Linked DNA regions of Mus musculus: region 1 is linked to region 2. The links are chromatin contacts, called in public HiChIP or PLAC-seq maps. All regions are on one chromosome and are shown on one strand. The core of a region is the stretch at or near the end of the contact, and the rest is flanking DNA. Distances in the headings are between cores, read along the strand shown.

Region 1 (6,849 bases), core at 3,206-5,705, 770 kb after region 2:
GGCATCGAATAGATCCCTTGGAAATGAAGTTACAAGTGACTAAGTTGCCCAAACAAAGTCTAGAAGAGCAACAAGCTCTACCTGCTGAGCCATCTCTTCAGTGGTTTGATTTGTTTTGTTTTTAATGAACCAAGTCTCCTTCCTAAGCTACAAAAGGCTTCAGATGGCTCTCATCTCTGTCAGAATCCTGTCACCCTTGGGCCTTTAGGCTAAACATCAAGACCTCAGCAATTTCCTTTCTGATCTCTCTACTTAAGGCGAGTTTCTTTGTTTTCTACCTTAAATCCCTTTCCTTAACTCCACCACCATCATTTATACTAATTATAAAAGTTCCCATTTACTCTTTTCATATCTGTCTCCTTAAAGTGTGACCACTTTGTATGCTATGATGTTCCTAGAAGTGATCATGAGGCTTAGAACATAAAAGCTATATTAAACACACACACACACACACACACACACACACACGTTTATGTTTTGTATGCATATATATTCATTATACATATACATAAGTATATATATATGTATGTATGTGTATATATATACTTTTGTGTGTGTGTGTGTGTGTGTGTGTGTGTGTGTGTGTGTGTGTAATTGTGCATGTATATGTAGGTGGGTTAAGAGCACTTGCTGCTCTTGCAAAAGATCTAGTTTGGTTCCCAGTACCCATGACCTGTGGCTCACCACTACCTGTAACTACACCTCCAGGGAATCTAATACCTTATTTTTGCCTTGGAGGGTACCCATACACACTTGGCATACATTCACAGAACACACATAAATAAATAAAAATACAACTAAAAACTGTCTATTGATAATGTTGGTCAAGATCATACCCTTGTGCATTATATGCATATGTAAGCAAGAGAATGTTTATGTGTATGCAGGGGTGTGTGTGTAAGTTGCACTTAGCTTCACTCCTGCCAAGCAACACAGTGGCTATAGCCTAGGACTCTTCCCATGTCCAAACCAATGCAGAGAGAACTCACATACAGCAATACCGTGTTTGCTCCCTGTGAGCCAAGAACAATCCTCAGACCTAGTCTATCGATCTATCACATGAAGAAGGCATTCAAAGCTATGCCCACCTCACCAGGAGGAATGGTTAGTCAGGAAGTGGTAATGGGCTCCGTGAGAGTAGGAACTACATGGTGGGGTTTTTTTTTTGGGGGGGGAGGTCTGGGGCTATGTTTTGAGTATTTTGATTTTTTTAAGACAGATTCTTATTTAGCCCAGGCTGGCACTGAACCAGCTATATGATTCAAGATGACCCAGACCTTCTAATCCTTCTGCTTCCACCTCCCGTGTAAACAAGTTTTTATAGAGACCATATATTGAGCATTTATTTGAACTTTTTATGCAACTGGCCCCATTTGGAAATGGTTACTTCAAACAGAGAGCCAGTGGTTGGTGGGCTCGCAGACCTGTGTACATTCTCTACCAGCCATCTCCCGACATGAATCTCCATCCTGCCTGCCTTCTGCCCATGACACTGACTTCTTTGAGGTACAAAATCTGCCCAAAGTGGCTTTTAGACATCTTCTCGTTACCAGTAAAAAGGGCCAAGATGTGTTTCCCCAGGTCCCAAATGCTATAAGTGTCCCAGCACTCAGCATCCCTGGGGAATCACCCACCCCAACTCTTACCCTGTTTTTAGTCACTCTACAATGATCAGTTTTAAGTGTTAATTCGCCTGGACTTCAGCACCTAGATGGTGAGTCGAGCATCATTCTATAAGTTTCTATAAAGAACTTTCTAATCTTAATCACTAGGTTCTCAGGAAAGCAAATCACCATCCACCACGCGAGTGGTTCTTCTCTGTTCCGTTGAAGGCACTGACCGCACAGCAGGCCACTCCGGGGATAAAGAACTCACTGTGCAAGCACTGGATCCCTAGGGATCACATTACAAAGCTGTGTTATGGCATCCTCCTGTAATCCCCATGCTGGGGAGGTGGAGACAGGCAAAAGGATTCCTAGGATTCCTGTCCAGCCACCATAACCAAGCTATTGGGTTCCAGGCCACTGAGTGTTCCTGTCTGGAAAAACAAGGACGATGTTTACTGAGGAAGCTTCTGCAGCAAGAGGGCAGAGGTTGACCTCTGTCCTCACAGACACACACATCCATGCACACACATGCATGCACACACGCATGCATGCACACACTCATGCTGACCTCTCCCAAATAAAAAGGAACCATGTCGGCAGGCTGCCCGCTCGTCTGTACAACATCACCAATTGTTTCTGGGTCTCCAGCCTGGTGTTCAACATCACAGATTCAGAAATTATTAGTTACAGAGAAACAGAGAGCACCTGGTTTCTATTGCTGACCTATTTTCAATAGAATTCCCAGCTTTAGGGGTGCCACAGGGGGAACGGAGAGGTGGCTCAGTGCTTATGTGTACACCTGCCCTCACAGCACATGGACGGCACAATTAAAAATAAAACTGAGTCTTTGATGGGAAAGGAGGCCATAAGAATACAGAGAGGCCTCTAATATGATGGAGTCTCTGTCCTGGTGGGAGCATTCACAGAGCGTAAGGGCAACTGCGATTCAGAGACAAGGGAGGGCTCTCTTAGAAGAACACTCAACTCTGTAACTTCAAGACTCACGCTGACATCCTCCACTTCAGCTCAGGTCACAGGTTCTGTGACTGCCACTGCAAAAGACTGCATGGCCACGCAATGCTCTGACACACTGCACGGCAATGCAGCCTCCGCTCTCTGCTCCTCTACTGACCAGGCTGACTGACTTTGTCAAGGATCAAGAACTGTCGGTCAAGCTTCCTCACTCCTTAGTTCTCTGATCCTCCAAATTCCTTCTGTAATCAAAAGACCAAGACCAAACTACTGACCTGCCACTCGCCCTAAGAAAGGCTCTGAGTGACATGCAAGAACCCAGGACTCTGCTTTGTCTCATGGTGAAAGTCTGGAGAGTGCCAGAAGTCCTTGGTTTGGGTGGCTCCTTCAAAGACATGCGATGGCCACAAACACTCACAAAACCCTGGAGGAGGCCTCTCAAGAGCAAGGCAGGCCTTTGCGCTATAACATAATCTTTGATGGCCCTGAAGAACGTGTTTACTTAAATTCACAAAAGAGGGCTGGCTTTGCTCTGTTTCACCAACAGATTAGGGTTTCAAAGAAATACTGGCAATGTAGGTCATTGTTTTATTCTCTTTTAACGAGCTTTGAAGCTTCGATGAAATCTTATCAGGGTGTCAAGATTTTAAAACTCCCACCTGTACCTCGTTCCTTCTAGAACTCTTTTGAGCAGTTGCGGCCTCCTCCTCATGCATGCTGGGCTCTAGCTATGAGAAACCCTGCCAGCCACTGCTCCGTCCTTACTGCCTCTCTGGTAGGCAGACTCAAAGCAGACATGAATTCCTAGGGATCGATTATAAGAACCAGCAATGCAATTGCAGGCAGCCTCTCTCAGACCCTCCATTTTTCTAGCCGTAATTCTCCCAGAGTTTACTCACTGGGCTCTTTTTAAAAGGCGTGCAAATCTCAACACTGTGGCCATTGAACACCACAAGTGTGACTGTAAAGAGAGCCCAGCAGAATGAAAAGACTGTACTCTCCCGTTTGTCAACAGGGGGCTTCTGTGTAATGCTCCCTCTGCATCCAGGTCTGTGTGCTTGCTTGTCTGTTCTGGAAATGAATGCATCAAACCATGGCACACCAGAAACTGCCCGAAGGTCAAAGGCAGCCAATAAGTACGTTCTGCAAACCCCTAGTCTCCTGACATGGCATTCTGCTTTCTTCCGATCACCACAACTTTGTCCCTCGTAGATGGTTTCTCTGTAAACCAACTAACCAACCCCAGTTCCTATGACAACAAACAGCCCAAGCAACGTGGCAAATTCTCAGATAGAATATGCTCTCACAGCTAACTTCACGCACTCTTTGGAAGTAATGGAGTTATTCCTAATGTCTCTGTGTATTCTACCCAAACTTCAGACTGTCTTGGCTGTCAGTGTAATACTGCACTAACTCCCAAAAACCAATGAAGCAAATCCAACAGGAGGCAGACAACAGGACTGGTAGTCAGAACTCAAGGCAAGCCTCTGATCTAGCTCAACATTTAAATATAAATATTAATATATTTAATAGTAATAACAATAAGGCTCAGAGAACACATGGTATGGATTTGCATCCCAGCAATACTCCCCTTTTACCTTCCTGGAAAGTTGGAGGTAAAATTTTTTATCAAATAACTCAAAAAGAACTTGCCGCAGAAGTGTGAGTTTTCCCAGCCCAATGTCCCAATTATCTAGCATGTTGAGCGCAATATGTCTTTGAATTCCTTATAATTCCTACCCTCCATCTCATGTGGAATTCTATTAATTCTATTTTCATAGGATGAAGTCATCGAGGGTGGAAACTATGACTTAGCGGGGAGGATTGGAACACTGCTGTGTCTCAGCCTGTGCTCTGGCACACAGGGACGCGTGAATGGAAGTCTTCTGCAGGCATCGATCTCTTGCTATAAAAGGGGGATATTGTGTTTCCTCTGCCCAACCGTATTCTCTGCCCACTGTGGAGAGAAGCCTGTTTGCTTTACCAAGTGTGGCTTGCTTTCCCACTCCTGGTATCAGGGCAGATGAAATCAAGCGCCCACTGAGTGGAGTTCCCATTGTCTGTGTGAATCATCCATCTGTCGTAAGAAGCCAAGTTTGAAATTATGGGTTGTAGATATGAGGTGCATGGCTAAATAATATGGTGCTGAGAGTGTCGGACTTTCCTGAATGTCCACTTATATGATCAGTGGGGACCTTTGAGTCTTCCCATGCAGGTCCAACTTAATGCACTAGGAGGTGGTCCACACACCACACTCAAGCCCTTATTCTGAAAGCACAGTTTATCTGTGAGCATCCACATTCTCTCTCATTTCCACCCACAGATTCTAAATCCTTTGTGGAATTTGAAATAATTCCCGGTGCCATGACACAGACTACAGATTCCACAGGAGCGCACGATGCAGACATCCAACTGGGAACCTCTCATCGGTGCCTAGATGTGGCAGACATCTAGCACAGGACAGCCATCTTCGGGGAAAACCACTGCAAACGTTTTCTTTATTGTTTGAGAACTTTACACTCTCATACACTGTGTTTTGATGAAGCCCATCCCCCACCCGGGATGGTTTACCACTCTAGAGGAGGTAGGTCCTGGGAGAATAGATCCTAAAAATGAGGTGGACGAATGCCTCATTCACAGCCATCTTTATTCGGGGCATCTGGCAGTTTATACCCTGAGGGGTAAGAAAGGTCACCTGTGTAAAGTTCTCATGAGTTCAAGCTGTATATAATCAAAGGGACAAGCTGCATGGGGAAGCAACATGCATTTCCATAGAGGCAAACGATCGATAAGCAAACGATAGCCAACTGCAGTGAATAATCTGAAGCAAACTCACTCCAATCTGCTACACCTGGGCGGGGCATGAAAGCCCATTCCAAGAGCAATTGTCTCTTGTCTGGTTGGAGTTTTCTCCCCCCACCCCCCATGACTCCATTCTTGGACCGTGTTCCGACACAGGATGATTGCACAGGGTAGCCAGCTTGGTTCTGCCCATTCTGCTTCCAGTCTTGCAAAAGAGTTGACTCTCAAGTGTCAGCTCCTTGCTATCTCAAGACTTTGAACTCTCAAGCTAGAGATGTGTGGTGTTAGCGCTGGTGAGAAAACTCCGCCTCCGCCTCCGCCTCCGCCTCCGCCTCCGCCTCCGCCTCCGCCTCCGCCTCCTCCTCCTCTCCCCAGAATGCTAAGAACAAATCTGTTCCCAACTTGGGTTTCAGGAGCTGAAGAGATGACTCAGCATGTAAGAACACTGTGGGTCTTGCAGAGGACCTGGGTTCAATTCCCAGTGCCCATACGGTGCCTCATAAAAATGGGTAACTCTAGTTCCAGGTGATATGATGACCTCCCTGACCCTCTCGGACACTGCACACATGTGATGCACATACAGACACTCAACCAAAATACCCATACCCATATAATAATAATAATAGTAGTAGTAGTAGTAGTAGTAATAATAATAATAATTAAGTGGAGCTTTGAGGAACCCAGGGAACTGTTGCTGTACATTAGTATTAAAATAGTTGATGAAAAAGCATTTTTAAAGATCTATTTTATGTTTAGCTATGTGTATGTGTCTGCATGGGTAGGTAGGTATGTTCGTGAGGGCTGGTTACCTCAGAGACCAGAGGACTGGATCTCCTGGAGCTGTGCGCTACTCAGCATGGATGCTGGGAACTGAACTTGGACCCTTGGTATAGACTCTCAACCATGAAGCTGTCTCTCCAGCCCCAGAAAAACATGTTTATACCTCACTTGAGTGTCAATTTTTAGTGTGTATGTGGAGAGATGGTGTAGATCAGGTTGTGTGGCAGATGTTAGTCACCTTCCTGTCACGAGTGGGGAATAAAGTTTATTCTGGAAAGACAGTGGTTTTCTTCAGTTAAGAATCAATAGCAGACATATTCCTCTTTCTAGGGAAAGGGAAATAAAATAAAATAAATCTCCCCACAGTTTCCCCACCACTATGTAATACCTGGTGGTCTGGAGGCCCAATGCAGAACTCAGTGTGCTGACTTCCTAAACAGGTTTTTAGTTACTGGCTGGTGGTTGTGCACACCTTTAATCCCAATACTTGAGAGGTAGAAACAAGCAGATCTCTCTGACTTCAAGGCTAGCCTGGTCTACAGAGTTCCAGGACAGCAGGGACTGTATAGGGAAAAACCTCTTTCAAAAAACAAACAAAACCAACAAATACAATATATTTTCATCATTTTCCTTTCCCCAGTTTCTTCCAGATCCTCCTCAACTTTCTCTTGCTTTGTGTTTTAATAAT
Region 2 (7,309 bases), core at 99-2,598:
AAAGAAAAAGAAAAAGAAAAGGAAAAGGAAAAAGAAAAAGAAAAAGAAAAAGGAAGCCAGTGAACGAAGCAGAAATGTTTGTGTTAGATTCAAAACAGACAGCAAAGAACAAATATACAGGCCATGAGTCTTCCACAGGACAACAGCTACTGTTGAAAGACTCAGATTTCCTGACCTGCCCTGGAAAACTAAAAAATGTGACATTATAGTCACGAGAATACTAACAGCCTGGCAGACAAGCATCTATCAACTCAAATTCCAAATCAGCAGGGTGCAGCTATGACTGGTGTCAGAAGGACACCAAGCCTCTTTATTGGCCCCTTCATGCCAAAACCCCTCTGCTTGGATGAATATGAATTAAATCCATAAGCTTTTCTATTTTCCAAGCATGACCTCCAAACTCATTTTATGTCTTAACTATTTATCTTCTTCGTCCCATTAATCTTTCTTGGTTTAACACATTCCCTGTTGTTTTTAGAAAGGCACACACACACACACACATACACACACACACACACACACACGCACACACGCACACGCACACACACACACACACACACGCACACACACGCTCGCGCACACATGCACACATCGCAGGGGTTGGGGTGGGGGAAGGCTCAGATTGCCACTGTGCATACCTTAGGAATCCTAGCCCTTTGCTATAAATGTGAAAAAGCTGTGGAGAATTCACTGACAGGCCACTCCCTTCCTGGAACCACAATCAAAACTCAAAGGGTATGTACATACTGTAGACAAACTAAAAAGAAGTCATCAATGTTTTATAATACTCTGGGAAGTAAAAGCACAGAAAGTGGTCAGAACGATATCTGCTCACACGGAAGGCTATCAGTGAGCTCACTCCCAACGCCCTCCCCCCAGTGTTATATTTCAAGGGTGTCATATAGATGGTCTCAAGCACTTTGTCCTTTGTCCCTCACTCCATATTAGTTTTATAGCTAAGCACATCTGTTTATGAATATTCTCCAAAATGCTGTCCCTCCAAGAGACATGGCTAGGCTAGACTATAATTTAGATGATGATGTCACTAAGTTTGTTCTTCTTAGTTGCTAAAATACGGTCAACAAAACTTTTTATTCATTAACCCATGTATGTACCCACATTTCCACACAATGCCACAATGGAACACACACACACACACACACAACGAGGAAGTTCTCTTTTTCTCTTTAAAAATATGTAGGAAAAAACAAGACCATGTCAACCCAAGTGCTGGAATCCTGTGCTTCCCATGCAGAGTTGACCATTTGCAGCAGCGTTATAGATGCTGTGTCTGCCGTCTCTTCACATCTCCAGTACAGCCCCCACAGCTGAACAAAGGCCCAGCTGTATAAACCAAAGAACACAGTTAAGGGACGGATAAAACAGGGAGGGCTGTCTGACATGCTGACCACTGTCGGAGCTTATGAGGATAAAGGAGCCTTGGTGGAGAAAAGTAATCACCCATTGCTGCTCCCCCCTTAACCTCATTACCACATGGGGAAATTTTTTTCCACTATCCAAACTCCCCATTCCTGTCCCCCACAACTGAAAGACCTTTGTGTTCCAAGAAGGCCAGAACCTCCCCGACCTTCCCCACCCTGATCCTCCCTTCTTTGCTCCTTTTATTTTGTGGACTTGTTTTGTTTTGTTGCTGCTGGCAAGTTTGAGGACAGATGATCAACCGGACCCCTTAAATGCTGCCTCTCCTCCACCACTCCACCACTGGTTTTTATGGCTGAACAACCTAATCTTGGCTTCAAATTAATGATTTAAGCTTAAAGACTTATAGAAGATGATACACTCTATTTAAAAATGCAAATGTGTATAATTGAGGTAAACTGAATGACAACATCGTTGTACTTCTTGTCGGATGCATATGTAGAGGGGAGTTTATCTATGGACACTCTACAGAGTATCTACCAACTGTGAGATGAGACTGCAGTGGGGAAGAAACCCTGAAGACGTGTCCTGGGGATGCCAGGATGTACTTCTAAACCTCATGTTTGCTATCTTTACATACTAGATTGACATTATTTACAAAGGACCAGAGCCAAATTCCTACCAAGATTGCTACCATAACTGCATTGGTTAAAGAGTCAGCCAAACACACTAAATACCAAGGAAATCCCTGGGTGAAAGCCAACAGACATGTACAGACAAAGATGTATCATATGCAAAGCTAGTTCTGTTTCGGGGTGTCCTTTGAGGTTGGGACAAATATTTGAACATTATTAAATCCTCTATTGATCCACAGCCCCGGAGCAGCACTGTACTTAAAGGAACCTCAGAGATCTTTCGTTTCCAAATGGGGTAAACCCTCATTACTGTGTCCATACACACGCAGTTCTATTCAACACTAAATGGATGTTTGACATAGAAAGTAGTTTCCTTAAAGCAAATGCCCAGCCATCAATGCTTCCAGAGGCTGCCTCCTTCATCGCCCGTGTCTGTGGCCGGTGTGGAAATAGCCATTCACATTCCTCCTTATTGCCTGTGGCATACTCGTTTAGGAATAAGTGAGGAAGTATCTTCCAGTACTTGGTTGCCATGAAACAAACAGATCAAAGGGTATAAGAAACAAACAAACAAACAAACAAACAAAACAGTACTGACCAATGTCATATCCAAGTCCTCAAAATGAAATGGAATACATAGGAACAATATGCATATAGAGGGAGACATCTCTCTTTAAAGAAATACCTGGATGCTTACTTCTGTATACCATTACAATCTTTCCTCCTTCCCTTTGCTTAACATGCTTGACCCTCCTGACCTATACACAGATCAACCAGCTATCATTTAACATTTTCTTCAAAATACAGAAAATTAATAATCTGAAAAATTAAACTAACACTAAGACACCATGTAAACAAATGATTCTCCTCCAGAAAAAATTAATCATGAGAAACACATGTCCAAAGCAAACAAGTCGACAAAGGTTTTCAACAGCCTTATTTATCATAGCCAAAAAAAGAGGAAACAAACCAAGTATCTATAAGTTGATTAATGGTAAAAAATGTGATATATGCATAGTAGAATATTATTTTATAACAAATAGGAGCAAGGTACCGATGGATATAAGAATGCCCAGGAACCTAGAGAACACTGTGTTGTGTGACAGTGCCCAGGAATCTATAGAACACTGTGTTATGTAATTGAATACATCTGGTCACCAAGAATGAAATACTTTCATTGCTTATGTACATTGTCCAGAATAGCTAAATTTATATCACAAAAGTAGACACGTCGGGCTTGGCTAACTGGAAAAAGACTGGCAGAGAGCAGTGACTGTCTGCAAAAGGTACAAGACGTCATCAGAGGGAAGGAACACTGCAAATTTAGATTGTGATTATGCAAGCATCATTATAGATATATAGATATAGAATTATGTCTTTATGAATTACACATTAAAATCTATACTTTGTGGCATCTGAATTGTATTTCAAACAAATAGTATCTTAAATACTACTTAGAAACTTACACTAAAGTCAGTATTGTCTTCATTTTACCTTCGACAGAGGACTAGGGATATGACTGAGTAAGTTCTCCTGGTTAGAATGTGGCAGAACCTGAATTTGGAGCTAGCCTTGGTTCTAAACACAGTAGACCCTCCTGTGATTTATTTGGTTTTCCTTTTCAGTTTCAGGGACCCAGCATCAACCACTGGTTGAAAACATTAACTGGAAAGTCCCAGGGATGCGCAGTTTGAAATTTAAGCCACGGCACTGTTCAGAGTCCTATGAAGAGGCTCCTTGTTTTACCTACAGCCTCAGATGCAAGTCCTCCCTCCACGTAGCGTGCCTGTGGTATATACACCGTCAGCACATTAGACATTCAGCATCCATCTGCAGGTCAGCAATGGCATGATGCTTATGTTCAAGTAGGCTCCACCTGCTCACAAGGCCTACTTAGTACTTAGTACTCATACAGTACTCCATCACCATCTCCATCTCCTCACAGGGACCTCAGTCTACGCCTGTGTTCCATCTCCATCTCCATCTCCATCTCCATCTCCATCTCCATCTCTCCATCTCCATCTCCATCTCCAGCTCCATCTCTCCATCTCCATCTCCATCTCCAGCTCCTCACCGGGACCTCAGTCCCTGGCTGTGCTCCATCTCCATCTCCATCTTATCACACAGATTTCTGCCCAGGTCTATGCTCCATCTCACCTCGGTTCATTCCATATCATCCCAGGTAGAGTGATGGGTGAACTCCTAAGTACTTTGAGAGAGCGGTGACCATATTCCCTAACCTGTCCAGTCTTGTTTTAATTGCTCTGTTATGGTATATCAATCCCTTTGGCTCTATTATTGTGCCCAACTATCAATTAAGCTTTAGCATAGGTATGCATAGACAGAAAAATAAACTGTATACTGGGCTGAAAACCAGAGAGTCCTGGATTAAGCTTCCCGTAGATGAGGGCAAACACTGAATCATCACATTTTCCTAATCAATTACAAGTCAGATATGGAATGGCTTTCCATAACAGAACTCAAATGTATGCCTTATGTCTGATTTTTTTGATGGTGATGAGAGTCTATAAACTAGGACTATGGTTTCATAGCTTAACCTGGCTACAAAGTCTGTCTCGAAACAAGGCCAGCACTCACACCCCCACCAGTAAAATACAAATGTCTTCATTTCTATTATAGTCACCTCTGTTCAAGCTGCGGGCAGACACTGTAGTTAAATCTCCATTGGAGTAAATACTTTTCTTCTACCTTTTCCTTTATGATCCTTTAATGTACTTTCTCTGAATGCAAGTTTTGTACCAATAAAGTTATCAAGTAAAGCAGAGATAAGATAGCTCATTGCAACAGCCACGCACTGTGACATGTCCCCAGGGAGAGAACCACATTTTAATCTTAACTCTAACTGCCTGTTTCTCTTACGTGGGGCTATTTTCTCACAGCCAGAGCCTTTATCCTGGGGAAACAAATCCCGACTTCTTCCTTTAGCCTCGAGTCCATCCTTGCAAAGTTGGGACACTTCTAAGCAAATCATAACCTCTGCAAGTAGCTTCTGCCACCACATGCACAATTACAGCTGGCACATGAGCCCAGTCTTCACAGCTCCAGGTTTATTCATTTATTTATTTTCATAATTATTTCTAATGCAAGCTATATAATCGAATCGCCGTGAATTATCTTTCAGATTACAGAAAGGAAGGAGATCTTCAAAGCAAGTGTTTTACAAATGCGGCCCTCAGTTATTACCATTCTATGGTGTGTTCCCGGAGGTTTCTCCTTATCACAGTAGTCTGAATTAGCTTAGGACAACCAACACAGTTTGATACAGATCTCCCTGAACGGGAGAAACTTCCAACCAATTTAGACTTGGGAGTCCTTGAAGTCTGTCTAGAAGCAAGTATTTCCATTTTTATTTTTTGAAAGCTGGTTTAACTTTGTCATAGCACAAAGGAGAAGGGAACGAATAAAATGAATGGGCACAGACAATGGGGAAACAGCAATAAATTCACAATATGTAAGTGTGAGCAGCAGTCACTCTCCATCCTAACTCAGTGCATTGCTTTAAGAATCCTTAGAAGTCGTTAGGGTAGCATAATGTCTCCTCTCATTGGCCGTAAATCGCATGCTATAACAAGTGATCTACTGGAAAGCTCAAGATGCCAGTTCCAACCTTCCCATTTTGCGTTTCTACCCCAGGTATGGAGATCCGCCCAGTAGACTTTTCACTTGGGAGAAAGTTTAACCCAAATCACAGGGTGTTTGCTCTCAACCTGCGACCCTGCACATTTTCTCACTCCAGCATCATCTGACATCAGATCTAAGGCAATGCAAAATACCCGAGGCTGCTGCCTGGGGTCATTCCAGAGACTGCACTGTGATAAGACTAACTCAGCTGCACTCCTGTGTCAGCCCATCTTGCCACATGGCTACCACATTCTTGGCCCCCCTGAGACGTCTCCCACTGCAGAAGACACAAAGACTGCATTATGTTTGCTTTGGGGCAGGGGGAGGTCCACGAGTACCTATAAGTGCACACAGCACTGTGCCAAGTTCTAGTCATAATTATTAAATGCTATCTGCCATTATCATGGCTGTTATTTGAAATTGGACTGGAGTGAATCTCATTTAATGCACTCAGCAGTAAAGCTTAGCCCAGGACAGGAGATGAACATTCTAATGAGCTATGACAAGCCATCTGTGTTTAATAGAACTGGACCTTCGAAAAGGAGCCAGGAGTTACTTTAATATCTCTATACAGCCAATTTTTCACTTTTGAATGAAAAACAAAACAAAACAAAAGCCTTAGAACTCACTCTGCATGTCTAAGATTTCTGAGGCACTTGGGGAAGGTGAATGACCAGAGTATAGGATGTGGACACATGGCATTCTGGGTCCTCAACTCAACTTAGTTTCAAATTGAGCTGAAAGAAGTTCCTCTGTCCAAACACAAAACCTGAGGGGGAATTTCAGTTTCTAGCCAATGCCAGAGCCTCGCACCACTGTGAATATACAGTAGGCTCTTGCTGCCTATCAACTCTATCCAATCTATAGAGATGAGACAGATGCCACCCTCTGCTTCTTGGGGTAAGGCTAAGTAAATGGGCTTCAGAGAAGAGATTAGGATGGGTTCTAAGATTCGGGCTAGGGGCAGCCTTGATGGAAATGATTGTTCATGTAAGTACTTCTTTGCCTGGGGCGGATGACTGCAGATCTCTCATCAAGGCAATAGTCCCCTATTTGGAAGAGCAGGTGCCTAGGTCAAGCATGCTGTGTGGCTGGACAGCAAAAGAGGAAATCACTCATTGAAGTTCACTTAGCTTCATGCATGACAATTTGAAGGCCTCTGAGGACTTTGAAGTTAAGGCTTAAAAGAAAAATATGACATTGTCTACTAAACGGAAGCCATAAGACTATAAGCATTTCTGCACAAGGACCTAAGAATGTCCTGTTTTCCCTGTCAGCACTGAGTGGGAGAAAGGACCGGATCTGAGTCTCCAAGGTCTCCACTTCCTATGAATTATTCTCCAACATGGCTACAGCTGTGCCTCAAATGCCCAGGTTGCTGACTTAAACATGTTTGCGTCAAAACAAATGAATATATCTGCTAATACACTGTCCTAGTTCAGGTTATCACGGCTGTGTTGAAACACCAGGACCAATGCAACCTGGGGAGGAAAAGATTGATATGGCTTCAACCTCCATACCACTGCTCCTTATCAAAGAAAGTCAGGATAGGAACTCGAACAGGCCAGGAACCTAGAGACAGGAGCTTATGCAGTGCCCATGCTTTTCATTGGCTAACTCCCTTTAGCTTTCACAGCCTGCTCTATTATAGA

Evidence for each region. HiChIP or PLAC-seq counts read pairs in DNA pulled down with a chosen protein or histone mark.
Region 1: a contact with region 2 is called in an H3K27ac HiChIP or PLAC-seq map of oligodendrocyte precursor cells, with 6 times the contacts expected there. The contact joins two enhancer-like sites. A contact is called at or near these places in 2 of 115 datasets of contacts at active chromatin or transcription factors (differentiating embryonic stem cells and oligodendrocyte precursor cells) and 1 of 9 other capture datasets (embryonic stem cells).

Annotation. Positions count from the first base shown.
Region 1 is chr6:144,935,461-144,942,309 of GRCm38.p6, forward strand. It overlaps Gm46721 (a long non-coding RNA gene), which reads right to left. Exons shown (of 3, transcript XR_001785412.2): 3 at 5,166-6,849. Among named protein-coding and RNA genes, the nearest start is that of Gm46721, 6.1 kb to the right of the region's middle. Within about 2 kb of position 4,456, at least 11 of the 459 cell types and tissues checked have an H3K27ac peak or open chromatin away from gene starts, as enhancers often do. A contact at or near this core is called in oligodendrocyte precursor cells, where this site is marked.
Region 2 is chr6:144,168,618-144,175,926 of GRCm38.p6, forward strand. All of the region lies in intron 1 of Sox5 (SRY (sex determining region Y)-box 5), which reads right to left. Among named protein-coding and RNA genes, the nearest start is that of Sox5, 37 kb to the right of the region's middle. Within about 2 kb of position 1,349, at least 23 of the 459 cell types and tissues checked have an H3K27ac peak or open chromatin away from gene starts, as enhancers often do. A contact at or near this core is called in oligodendrocyte precursor cells, where this site is marked.